Linked DNA regions of Mus musculus: region 2 is linked to region 1. The links are chromatin contacts, called in public HiChIP or PLAC-seq maps. All regions are on one chromosome and are shown on one strand. The core of a region is the stretch at or near the end of the contact, and the rest is flanking DNA. Distances in the headings are between cores, read along the strand shown.

Region 1 (2,848 bases), core at 121-2,620:
CCCAATAAACACAGTTGTAGACGATGTTGTTGCATGGAATTAACAGAAATATTACTCATTTGAAAACGTACTTAGGATTATTTATTAACTGGGGTGTGTGTGTAGGCCGGAGGACACGTTGCTAGTGACATCCCACATGGGTTCTGAGGAACCAATTGGGGCAAGTGACCTTACCCACTGAACCATTTTGCCAGGAAACGACCCTCCCACAGGGGTGGGTGAGGGGAAATGTTTTTAGTAGTGGTTAAAAGTAACATACATGCTAAGACCCAGGACACAGGAAAGTACTACTGAGACACACATAGCTACTGAAGCCCAAACTAATCACATGATGAGCCCTGCCTTCTCTGATTTCTGCAATGGAACCACATCCCCTAATCCCTAAGCATTTGAAAGCTATATAAAGCTCCTTTCGAGGCACTTGTTCCCCACAACTCTCTGCCAGAAAGTTAAGACAAGGGCATCCAGAGGCCTTAATGCCCGGACTGGAAAGCTCTGGGCTAACACCCTGATTAGAGATTAACTGCTTCTCCGAACACCTGAAGCATATTTTAAATGCTTCTCGATGTTCTCATTTCTGTGTGCAGATATCGCCTTGGTGCTGTATAAATTAGTCATACTGTAAGCTCTATTTTAGACTCTGTGTACAATACATATATAGAACGGCCCACAACGGTGAGAGACGTGCACGGACTCACATCCGAGCTGGGTGGGAAAGGCAGGTGGGCTCAACGAACGCGCTGATGCTGGTGAAAACTATCCCTCCTGCCTCCCCGTTCTCGATGATCTTCTTCGAGGTAGACTAGGCACGGAAACGGGGAGGACAGGCAGGCACCCCAGCTCCCCACCCATGCCGCCGGAAGGTCCTCACCTCTAGCTTGTCCGTCAGCTCCTTGTGCATCTGCTCGTACTGCCGGCTCATGTCCTGGTTCCTCTCGAGCAGCGCCTTGCCTAGTCGGGCCGCCAACACCAGATCCTTCTCCTTCTGGCGGATCACCGACAGCAGCTCGGGATCCTGGGTAGGCGGCGGCGGCAGCGGCGGCCCGTGCCCCTCAACCGGAGACTCCGGCTCCGCCTGAGGATGCTCGCCGGGCTCGGACGACCGCTCCCCGGCCGCCAGCAACGCCAGCTCCTCCTCTAAGGCCAGTTCCAGTTCCCCGGGACCTCCGGGGAAGGAGACGAGGGCGGCAGCAGTGGCGGGACTCCGGACTGCGTCCCCGGCCCCAGCGGGCAGCTCCATGCAGCAGGCGCTGTCCGGCTCGGCGGGTGCTGAAGCTCGGCCGGCCAAGCCCAGGCAGAAGGCGGACATGGCCCGCGCGCGCCGAGCCCGCAGCGGTGCGGCCCGGCCGGCGCGCGCCAGGCTGCAAGGCGGGGGGTGGGGATGGGGATGGCGGGGGAGGGGCCCCGCCGCGCCGCCCCGCGCTTCGCCTCGCCTTGCGCCGCGGCACGCGCCCCCCGGGTCCCCGCGAGCCCTGGGCGCGGCGCGCGCGGGCGGGCAGGCGGGCGGCCCCTCCCCCGCGCCGGCGACACGCGCCCCCGCCCCCGGGGGGCTCAGCTGCTGGCGCGCGCCCGGGACGCGGACGACGGGGGTGGGCAAGAGCGGCAGAAGGGGAGATTGAAGAGGGGTGGCGGGGTGCGGAGCGGGAGGAGAAGCCGCGCTAAGGATCGCCGCCGCGGCCGGGGTTCAGCCGCCCTGTTGCTGCCGCTGCTGCTTCTGCTGCCGCCGTCGCCGCCGCCGCCGGCCGGCCGGCGCCTCACGGGGAGGGCTGCGCTCCGCTGTCGCTGCGTCGCTCGTTGCTGCTGCTGCCGTCGGCCGCTCCTTGCAGCCGCGCTCCATGTCCCCCGGCTCGGCGGCAGCAGCGGCGGCGACGGCGGCTGCTGCTGCTGCAGGGGCCGAGGCGGCGGCTCGACATCGTTGGCCGCACAGCCCCGGAGCAGTCCTTCCTTCTTGCCTGCCCGGCCCCGCAGCTCACCCGGCCGAGGAACCCGCCCGGCTCGCCCGCCGGGCTCGCTCCTCCGCCCGCCCGCCCCGCGCTTCCGGCCGCGCCCCTCTTCCCCGCCCCGGGGGCCGGCGCCTGACGCGCGCGGGCACCTGTTCGCCGCCGCGCCCGCGCGGGATTCGCCGACGCTCCGCTCGCCTCGGCCGCGCCCAGGTGGCGCCCGCCTAACCCGGACGTGGCCTCACGCGACGCGGGGACGGATGCGCGCGCCGCCCGTGGGGAAGCTCAGCGCGTCCTGAAAGGCCGGAGCCTCTCCCTCCCGTGTGTGTGTGTGGGGGGGGGGGGTGGGGACGGCCACGCCCCCGGCCTGGAGCCACGCCCTCAGCCTCGTTCCCAGCTCTAGGTGTGGCCACGCCCCCTGCGCGCTCACCTAAGGGTGCGGCTCTACGTCCACCACTTCTCCGACTCCTCCTCAGCTTGGCGCTCGGCCACGCCCCCTGCCTCGTTTTCGCCGGGGCCACGCCCCCCGCGCTCGCACCTCTGGGTGTGGCCTCCTCCTCCTCCAGACTCCCACGCTCTCACCCCTGATGGCGCTCTGCAGCGGCACGCGTCCTCTTCCTCGCCTCCGCGGCCCCAGCCCGCAGCCTCTCTTCGGTTTGGGGAGCTGGCGGGAGCCCCATTTGGATTGGGTCTTGTGGTGGGGTATCCTAGCTGGTCTGTGGTCCGAGGGGGCTGCGGACAATTATGTGAGTCAGGGAGCCAGGCGGAGAGCCATTTGCAGTGCGGGATTTCTATCTGAACCCCTGCAAGAGCTAAGCAGTCGGGAGAGGGAGCCCTCGAGAAAAGGAGGCGGAGGAATGACTTGGAGAACCCAGCATCTTCATACTGATGACTCAGGGATATGAGAG
Region 2 (2,995 bases), core at 54-2,553, 1.4 Mb after region 1:
GGGAGAAGCTGGGGAGGCTGCAGAATTGGCTGTAGGTTTAGTAATTATTAGCCAAATTATTTTTCAGTCCAACAGACTCAGAGTCAGCCCCATTTCTCCCTTTGTCCACCCACTGAAAATTCCCCTCCATTTGGTAGAACTTAGAAGAGCCACAGGGAGAACAAAGTATGGGTTTGTTTTCAAAGTATTTATGTGTTCCTGTGTGTGCATAGTCGTATGAGGGTATGAGGTTAAGGGTAAGTGTCCCCCTCTATCTGCCTCACCCAGCAGGCAGGTTACGGATGATCACCACGCCCTTCATCCACATGGGCATTGGGGATCTAACTCTAGTTCACACGCTGAGCTGGCTCTCCAGCCAGAGGGTCGTTTGGTTTCGTCGTTTTGTTTTGTTTTGAACTTATTTTCTCTGTGCAGTGTGTGCTGGTTCCTCTTGCACACCCGGTCAGGTTGAGACTGTATTTCAGCACTTTAGGTCAGATTAGGGAGAACAAAAGGGTTTTGTTGAGTTTTTCTTTAGCAGACCCAGAAGATAAAGAAGGTATTTTTGGTTTGGTTTGGTTTTGGTGTCTTACCGTCGATCTCTGGGGATTGCTGTCCTCTAAGGAGTCTGTGAACTTAGATGCGTCGAAGACAGGTTGAGCAGATTTCCCTGGGATGGCAGCTAAGCAGACGTGAAGTAGGGAGATACTGAGACTAGACTGACTAAACCATGAAACTGTGTACAGCTTTGCTAAGGCTCTGAAGCCCCTGTGGACATGGTCCTGACACTTGAAAGTCTATAGCTCTACCTATAGCATGACCCTCTTGTCTCCTGCTTCTGGATTCCTCTGTGTCTGCCTTGTACTTAGACTGCCCCTAGTTAGACTTCCTCAATACTGCTGTAAAAATTAAACTGTTCCCTGCGTCCCGTTCAGACTCCGTCCCCTGTGTCTTCATTTATGGGTCACCATAGCTGGCTCCCTCCATCCTGGTCTCTCACCCACCCACCCTCCCCAGCTCATACCCAACAACCTTTTCATTCCTTTGCTTTTTGGTTGTTATTTGAGACAGGGTCTCACTGTGTGCTGGCCAGGCTGGCCTTGAACACTCCATCTTCTGGCTGGGTCTCTCCAGTGCTGGGGTTGGAGGCATGCACCGCCACGCCCTGCTGCACAGCCTTCTTCAAATGCCACTTCCAGCACTGAACTCTGCATGCTGGGCCTCTGAGGTTCCCACTTTCCACTGCGAGGTTCTCCACGCCCTTGCTAATCTGTCCCCAGAGTGTTTATCCAGCCTCACTTCCTCTGCTCTTGGGCGGGCAGGCGGGCGGGCGGTCCCTTCAGCTCCTTTGCAGTCAGTCAGATGTTCCAGGCTCACCACTGGTACCAGTGCTTGTTATTTCACCAAAAGTATCTCTAGCTCTCAGACTTTACCTTCTTTTCAAGCCCAGTGTCAGGCTCACTTCCTGTTTGACTTTTCCCCTGCCTATTTCTGCTGTCTTTTTGCTGAGCCAAGGTTTCATGTAGCTCAACCTGATGGCTCCCTGGGTCATCAAAGCTGGCCTTGAATTCTCCTGACTCTACCTCCTAAACACTAGGATTTCCCCCAAGCTCTTACTACATAGTCCGGACCCGCCTAGAACTCCTCCTATGTTGTAGATCAGGCTGCCTTTGAACTCCCAGAGATCCACCTGCCTCTACCTCCTGAGTGCTGGAAGTTTAAAGGCGTGTGCCACCACCAGGCTTGGCTTCCAGGTGGTTTTTAATGTATTAAACCAATGAACAAAACTGTGTGTGCCCACGTCACTTGCTCTCATAGACTCCAGCGCTGGACAGTCACTAACTTTCTGTCTGATTGTGGACATTTCATTATGTGTGGGATCAGACCCCATGTGGCACTGTGTGAGTATGTGAGAGCCCTCCACTTTGCATGATATTTTCTAGACTCATCCATGTTGTATCATGTGCCACCTGGGTCAATACTCCATTCCCTTTTAAGACCAGCAGTGCATGCCGGTGACACTGTCTCCTGTGTGTTCATCAGTTGATGGGCACTTGAGGTGTTTCCATTGCTGATCGTAACATTGATGTGAGCATCCACATATGCATTGCTGTGTGTGTGTGTGTGTGTGTGAGAGAGAGAGAGAGAGAGAGAGCGAGAGCGCGCACTCCCTGGCTTTGAAGTTACAGACAATCATGAGTGCTGGAATTCAGGAGAGCACAAAGCACTCGTTATGGCTAAAGCTGTCTCTCCGGCCCCCATGTATACATTTTCATATGAGCATATGTTTTCAATTCTTTGGAGTATGTGCCTAGGAGTGCAATTGCTCATAATTATTTTTGTAAAGTAATAGAAATGAAAATTCCTTAAAAATCATCTCTCTTAATTATTCCACACACATACACAAAATATTGTTTATTTAGTTAGTTGGTCTCCTGGATCTTTTCATCAGAAGCGAGATAGACACAGAACTTCAGCTTGAGTCCTGGACAGATGGTCTTTAATTCTGAGTGAACAGTCCCAGTTGCCCGTCACCATGAGGACACTGTGCAGAAGGCATGCCTAAGCGTCCTCAAATTGCTAGTCACAAGGAATGAAGTTAAGGAGTGGCCGTGTCATGTAAAGGGTAGATGCCATCAGGAAGTTGTCAGGGTACTTCTTTACACCCGGTGGCGGTGGGATCTATACGAAGTCCCAAAGGCTGGCCAGCTTTTCATCAGGTGTGGCAGGACATGATCAGTGCACGCTCAGCCGAGTTCAGAGGGTGGGAACAAAGCCGGGGACTTAGGGACAGTGGGGAATCAAAGACTTTTTGAATCACATAGCAAGAAGTTTGAACTCTGAACCGGAGATAGTGGGGAGCCGTTTAAGCCATTTGAATAGGAGAGACCAATGCAATGAGAGCCTTTGAAGGAGCGCTCCCCAGCTGCTCTGTGGAGTGACTTCAAGGAAGAAAGATTGGGGATGAGAACCTGGACTTGGGTTCTGGAGCGAGGACAGCCTCACTGGAAGAGAA

Evidence for each region. HiChIP or PLAC-seq counts read pairs in DNA pulled down with a chosen protein or histone mark.
Region 2: an H3K27ac HiChIP or PLAC-seq map of large pre-B cells shows a contact between it and region 1, with 7 times the contacts expected there. The contact joins the enhancer-like site here to the promoter of Bicdl1 in region 1. A contact is called at or near these places in 1 of 39 promoter capture datasets (hippocampal neurons), 2 of 484 Hi-C or Micro-C datasets (both in embryonic stem cells), 3 of 115 datasets of contacts at active chromatin or transcription factors (embryonic stem cells, large pre-B cells and pancreatic cancer cells) and 1 of 9 other capture datasets (embryonic stem cells).

What each region holds. Positions count from the first base shown.
Region 1 is chr5:115,730,251-115,733,098 of GRCm38.p6, forward strand. It overlaps Bicdl1 (BICD family like cargo adaptor 1), which reads right to left and starts at 1,371. Exons shown (of 9, transcript NM_001080808.2): 1 at 872-1,371. The coding sequence starts at 1,309.
Region 2 is chr5:117,137,493-117,140,487 of GRCm38.p6, forward strand. The region is part of intron 1 of Taok3 (TAO kinase 3); the gene reads left to right. Among named protein-coding and RNA genes, the nearest start is that of Taok3, 19 kb to the left of the region's middle. Within about 2 kb of position 1,304, at least 132 of the 459 cell types and tissues checked have an H3K27ac peak or open chromatin away from gene starts, as enhancers often do.